Regions from separate parts of the Pan troglodytes genome. Here region 2 is linked to region 1. Evidence: chromatin contacts called from public capture Hi-C data. All regions are on one chromosome and are shown on one strand. The core of a region is the stretch at or near the end of the contact, and the rest is flanking DNA. Distances in the headings are between cores, read along the strand shown.

The links. Capture Hi-C pulls out chosen DNA fragments and counts their contacts.
Region 2: a contact with region 1 is called in a capture Hi-C map of stem cell-derived neural stem cells, with 2.8 times the contacts expected there. The contact joins two enhancer-like sites. A contact is called at or near these places in 4 of 7 Hi-C or Micro-C datasets (blood, induced pluripotent stem cells and stem cell-derived neural progenitor cells) and 1 of 1 other capture datasets (stem cell-derived neural stem cells).

The regions. Positions count from the first base shown.
Region 1 is chr9:130,106,872-130,110,359 of NHGRI_mPanTro3-v2.0_pri, reverse strand. No RefSeq gene overlaps it. Among named protein-coding and RNA genes, the nearest start is that of ETS1, 410 kb to the left of the region's middle. Within about 2 kb of position 1,734, at least 4 of the 24 cell types and tissues checked have an H3K27ac peak or open chromatin away from gene starts, as enhancers often do. A contact at or near this core is called in stem cell-derived neural stem cells, where this site is marked.
Region 2 is chr9:130,222,058-130,225,476 of NHGRI_mPanTro3-v2.0_pri, reverse strand. No RefSeq gene overlaps it. Among named protein-coding and RNA genes, the nearest start is that of ETS1, 300 kb to the left of the region's middle. Within about 2 kb of position 1,461, at least 3 of the 24 cell types and tissues checked have an H3K27ac peak or open chromatin away from gene starts, as enhancers often do. A contact at or near this core is called in stem cell-derived neural stem cells, where this site is marked.

The DNA.
Region 1 (3,488 bases), core at 485-2,984:
ATCAAACAGTTTATTGTTTCTATTATTAGAGGAAACCAGACCTGAAAAATAAGTGTAGCATAATCATTTACATACACAAGGCCCTTGAATGGTAAAGCTTCTCATGAATATCCTGGGATGAATGCTGGGAGGCTATTACCATCATCAATTCCATTTTTCAGATGAAGAAACCTAATTACCTCTTAAAGACCCCACCTCTTGAAACCATCACATAGGCAACACCTGAATTTTGGAGGGGACACACTGAAACCATAGCAGGGGGCAATATAAAGGAAGAGCCCAGCTTGAGAGGAGCACTTGGAAACTGTTTCCTGGGCCTTAAAGGAAATCCATCCAGGCTGGCGTTTGTTGAGTGCTGCTACTGCTGTTGTGACTGTTTATTTGTTGCTATTGTTATTGCCTATTTTGTGCCAGTCATCCTACATATTTTACACCTCAGTGCTGAGGACAGCAAGCAGCTCCCCATGTTACCAGGTAGGCTTTCCAGATAAAACACAAGGTGCCAGTTAAATTTGAACTTAAGATAAACTATGAGTAATGTTTAAGTATAAGGGTATCTCATGCAATACACAAGACATTTATATTAAAACATTACTTGTTGTTTATCTGAAATTCAAATTTAACTGGGTGCTTTGTATTGCTAAATCCAGCGGCTTTGTCCCTAAGACAAAGTTGGGAATTCTTAAAGAAAGAAAATCAATTTTATTTTTGGAAGCCTCCGATTCCAGCCTATTGTCTTCCTCTGTACACTTTTCCCTGTGCTTGCCACTAAGCTATGTCCAAAGTACAGCTTTAGGATCTCTGGAGCCTCTTCATCCACATAGAGCAGGACAAGTCAATAAAGAGGCAGCATTGGGGGAGCATGAACTTGACCCATTCAAAGTTAATGGTAACACCTTGGTGAGGAAAACAAATGTTAGGGAATGAAACAAAGGTACTTCCTGTAAGGACCACCATTATCACTAACTGAGGGAATTTGAGAGTGCTTCACTTCAAACGGATCTGAGGTATGGAAACCTGAGTTTATACAAATCCAGGGGTGCTTTCGTTTTACTAATTACAAAGGGATCCCTGGCCTTATAAAAAGATTTAAAAGATGTTTGGAACATAGTTTGACTTTTTCTATTCAAAAATCGTTCAATACAGCTGTTATATACAATAATGCACTCATTTATACTTTAATAAAATATAGATTTGCTGTTGTATGGGTTAGAGTCGCCAGACTTAGCAAATAAAAACACAGAATGCCCAGTCACATTTGAATTGCACACAAACAACAAGTATTTTTCAGTATGAGCATGTCCTGTGCTTATACTAAAAAATGAGTTGTTGATCTGCAATTCAAATGTATCTGTGCATCCAGTAGTTTACATGGCAATGCTGTATGGATACAGTCTCATATTCCTGATTTTGAAGGCAAAGGAAGATGGAAAAAGGGTTTGGGAAAGGAATAGATAAGAATTAGGTCAGTATGTAATGCACTGAATTTTATCATAGGACCTGCTGGGCTCAGTAGATGTAGCAATTAGGTGCTTTTGGCAATGAGATTTGAAGTCTCCCTTGGAGGTTGGTAGACTTATATTACTATGAAGCCATGAGCCACTCTAGGTTTTGTGACCTAGCCACCCCCTGTGACAAAACAGATATTTGCAAAAACAGCTGGGGGACACCTTCCGCACAAGGTCGGATGCACATTCCTCTTCCTGCTGAGCCTGGTCACCAGAGATCGCCCCTCACAGGATTTCCATAAGAGGGCCAGGCAGTTCAGAAAGGAATCTCTTCCAAAGCGCCATCTGTTGCAATGTCAGCGGCTTCATGTGTCATTCACAGGAGCTAACACATTCAAATTAAAGTGGGCAAAAGAATTTGTGAGCCGCGGCTTCTGAATTTCCTGGATTTTTTCAATTATCTCTTTCATTTCTACATCAAGGTTTTGCCATTCTTTGAAAATGTGATCATCAGAGTTTTCAAATAACTAAAATTGCTCAAAAATGCAACGACCTGCCTCAGAAAGGAGTGAGTTTCTTGTGTTTGGGAGAGTGAGTGAATATTTAGTGGGCATGTTAGGCAGCTGATACAATCTCTTTTGGTGTGTAGACTCGACGACATGATTTTTCAGGTCTTGAAAACTGTTTGGCACAGCACAGACTCTAGGATCATATATAGTTGAATTAAAATCCATGGCTTTGTCTTTTATTAATTAATTTTGAACAAATCACTAAATTTTTCTAACCTGCTTTTTTTTTTTTTTTTTTTTTTTGGACAGAGTCTCGCTCTGTCCCCCAGGCTAGAGTGCAGTGGCAGTGGTGCGATCTCAGCTCACTGCTACCTCTGCCTCCTGGGTTCAAGCAATTCTCCTGCCTCAGCCTCCCAAGTAGCTGGGACTGTAGGTGCCCGCCACCACGCCCGGCTAACTTTTTGTATTTTTAGTAGAGACAGGGTTTTACCATGTTAGCCAGGATGGTCTTGATCTCCTGACCTCATGATCCGCCCGCCTCGGCCTCCCAAAGTGCTGGGATTACAGGTGTGAGCCACTGTGCCCGGCCTATTTCTTTATTTGTAAATTAGGGACAAACCCAATGGATTGTTAATATGCAAAGATAATACATCTTTTAAAGATTTGAAAAGATTTGTAAAGTACATGGCATCATTACAGACACAAAAACCCAGAGTGAAATAAATGTAAGTAATCATCTGGGTCCATTCAAATTCTGAGGTTATATATTTTAATGAACTTCAACCAGAAAAACCCTACTATGGTGATTTAAAGAGACCAGAAATTTGGGCTTATAGAACTTGTCTTAGCTTAATAGCATAAGATCCCATCACGCTGATGATCAAGAAGGTATCACAGGTCTCTTATTTGGTGTATTTTTTTAGGGGTGGCTCAAGGAGAATGAACTTGGGATGTACGTTTCTCACTTTGGCCCCTGGCGCAATATGATGTACATATTCGGTGCTCAGAGAATAAGGTTTGCTGGAGAATGTGATCTCCTTTGCCATAAATGCAAGCAGGAGCTTTGATGTTTATTCCACGAAACTCCTGGCTGGAAAGAAACTCAGTCACATAGACACAATGGGGCTTTTCTACATTTCAGTTTCTCTGCAGACCTTTTAAAATGTTGGGAGCTTAGCTGTGGTCAAAGAATGCCCACTTATGTTTCTAACAGTGCTGAACAATGAGATCTCTCTTTGTAAAAGGTGCGTTCTCCAACACCCTATGTGAAATCTGCAGGACTATTTGTTTCATGTTCTCATCGGCACAGATCAATATTCCTAATTGCCTGCCAAGTCATTTTCCCAATAGTTTGCAGAAACCTTATCTTTTTTAGAAGCCATGTTGATTTTCTCCATTCTTATAAAATAATACTGCCATTCAGGTCAAAAGATCCAAATAATGAACACATTTGACGCAGAGGCTTTATAAAAATTATTTTGTTTCCTGCCCACACTGGGAATCTGTTGTCTACGCATAATCAACAAGGAAG
Region 2 (3,419 bases), core at 212-2,711, 120 kb before region 1:
AGAATTCTCCTAATACCAAGTTTGCTATTTTTTTCTGCCTTAACACAAAGGCTCAGAAACTACATGTTTCAGCAGTAACACTGCAATTCCAGATAGGGGACTTCTCCAATATCCAGGGAGGCTGGATCAGCAGTAACACTGCAGTTCGAGATAGGGGACTTCTCCAATATCCAGGGAGGCTGGATCAGCAGTAACACTGCAGTTCCAGATAGAGGACTTCTCCAATATCCAGGGAGGCTGGATTCTCCCACACATTTCTCAGGAAACACATAAAAGCCTTATCCTCTAGCAACTTGCCTTGGGGGAGGTCTGGAAGAGCTGCTTCCGACCTGACTTGGAGTCTGAGTGAGAAGAAAGCAGCGGGGTATGGCATATTTTGCGCATCAGCTTCTCCCGTTCCCTGAGTGGCATTATCCAGGACTTGCAGGGGGCAGCCCAGCCCTTCTTCTCTTAGAAGCCCCAGCTTGCCGAGGGCCAGTCGGGTCTAACTTCTTGCTCATCATAAGGCAGCACCATGACAGAGAGGAAAGGAAGCTGGAGCTGCTGGAGGCAGGGCTGGGCTCCCGAGCAGGAAGGGCATGCAGTTCCCTGCTTCATGCAGTGTGGGGCTATCCAAAATTATTGTCTAAAATACCCTTCAGAGGAATAGAAATGCCACTGCTGACGTTCTTTACTTTAGGTCTTTAGGGGATTTTAGAATGGAATCTAAAGAAAAATGGAAATGACTCCCCCAGTGGTAATGGTCTCCATGTGATTAGAAGCATGGATAAGGATGAAACTTGGAAAGGGAAAATGATGAGAACCCCCCAAAATCTTGACCTCCTCCATCCTCTTCTTTCTGGCATGTGCTTGTGGATGGACAGACAGATAGCACCCCGCCAACCCACACAAACCTGTGGTGTTGTCTGGAAGACCAGAAGGGGTTGCCTGGGCCTCCTTCATCGGCCACCATCTGGCTTAAGCAAATCTCTCACTCGGAGCCAACACCCTGCCCCTCCCTGTGCCACTTGCGTAGGTGCCCAACAGCTTCAAGATAGGAGCCTCCTTCCTCCCCTGTTGCTCCTCACTTCTGGGGCTCAGCAAGGATGTTCATAGCTCCTAGCCGACCTTCTGCTTCTCCAGGGATGGGTGTGTCTGGCCTGCCACGGTTCCCGTGGACACCGGCAGCCCCCCTTGCAAACTCTGTTCCTGCTCTTCGAGTGCATTCTTGGCCCACACGACCAGCCTCTAAGGTGCCCCCGCTGCAGGAGAGCCTCCCACTCACTGGCTCGCCACTCCGCCTGTGTGCTTCCCAGCCGACCAGGGCGAGTTTTCAGAAAACTATTTTTAGAAAGAGTAACCTCAGAATAAACACCACTCACCAGATGCTGGTGTTTTTCTGGGGCAACCAAGCTGAGGATCATTTGTTTAAAGAGAAAGGTGAAACAGACAACGTTGCTCTTTTGGCCTGGGATGGTTTGCAGACTGCTGGGTTTTACTCCCTCTAGCGGCATGATTTTAGAAGACATGACACTGCCTTGACCCAGACTAATAACCATATTCTATAATGGCCGGGATATTTGAGATAACTCAATTTTACTTGACATTTAGGCTTCTAGTTTGATGCCAAGTAAGGACAGATTTAATCCTAAGTTTACAGGTACAAACATGTGTTAAGACTAATAGGACAAACTCTCTGCATCATTGTCTTATCCCTGCAAGGGTTGATGAATAAAATTCTATTTTGAAAAAGAGATGTTATAGTAAAACTGCTGGATATCTTTGATTACATAAAACTTATTCCCTACAGAAGACCTACATGTAATTTTGTACTATGTATCACTTTCCTAAATAAGTGGATGGGATAGGGAAGAACAAATTAGAAGAGGGACTTGTGAGTCTAATGTTGGCAAGAAAACAGAACAAAACAACATAAAGCCTTCTGATTGTAAGACTTGAGAGACCAGAAACACCTTACTAAGAGGCATCAAAGTGTGTCTCTCTTTGAAAGTTGTAATCGTATTTCTAATCATTATATTTCTTAGTGAATTTGGTACAATCACAAAATGACAACAGAACAAAATGAAATGACTTTTTGTAGACCTTCCTTCTCAATTCCAGGATTCTACAATCCAGCCCCATTTCTCTGATTGGAAGAAAACTGTAAATGAAAAGATTGTCACTGGCCTGAAGACATTAGTCCTCTGATTAGCAGAGCTTATCAGTGTGGAAAATAGTCAATGGACAATGATCTAGTCATATCATAAATGACTGGATTTCTCCTGCAACCTGGGTGTTACTGAGCTGCAGACTAAAACCAAAACGACTGTGGGTGACCAGAGGGAAAACGCTTGAAGTCATCAATCAGTTAAATCATGCTCATATCTCAGCTCATTTTGAGTCAGACTTTGCACATGACAGAACTGCATTCATTCAACAGAAAGCATTCCATTCACAAAGAGTTCAGCTAAACTGACACTTGATTCATTACGAGTTCTTTTGCGGAAGGACTGGTTGGTTTTCCAGAGTAACAGCCTCGTCTCTGACCGCCCTTTTCTCTGTATTCACATTCACCATTTTTGTATGTTTCTGCCCACAGCTTATCCAACTTTCAGCAACTACTGATGGGGAGACTAGAATGCTGGTTTCCCTGTGGCACATGAGTAGTACATGATACTTTTTGTCCTCTAAAGTGGATCGTCACCAAGAACATGTCGGTGCTAATTTCCCTGAAGCATTGGTCTGTTTTCCTTTGCTGCAGTAGAAAGGAAGACCTATATACTATGTTACCCTGAGGGCAACATTGTTCCTGGTTTAAAACCACTGACTTAAGGAGAGGTACTGGGAATGAGAGAGATTTTATTCTTTCTTTTTTTCTGTTTATATTTTTCAACAATTATAGCACACCTAAACTGTGGCGTAGGCCTTGGGGATCAATAGCAAACAATGATAAATTCCTATCGTCAAGTAACTTGTATTCTGGTATATGTGTACAACAGAGACAGATGGTACATAGCAACAAATACATGAGTATTCCTGATAGTGATAATGTTATGAAGACACTAACACAAGGTAGTGAGCAAGGGAGTAACTATGTCAGCATGAACAAAGTGCAGGGACCATGGAGAGCTCTCAGTGCCAGCTCTTGCATTTAGCTGAATCTTGGATCATAGCAGGCAAGAGATAGCCACTGGTGGTGGTGGCCCCGGTGGTGGTGGCAGTGGATGTTGTGAAAGACAGTAATATGACCAAAGTTATGGTTTTACAAGTTTCTTTTGATAGTGATCTGTTTGCAGGATATTGGAAAAGAGCAAAGCCATGGAAACCAAGAAATTGGTTAAGAGGTTGTGTAATTATCAAGAAAAATGGCAATAAAAGCCTGAGCTGGGTGATGGCAGTGGGAATGGAAAGAAAGGACCAATGAGAGAAACTGCGAATAG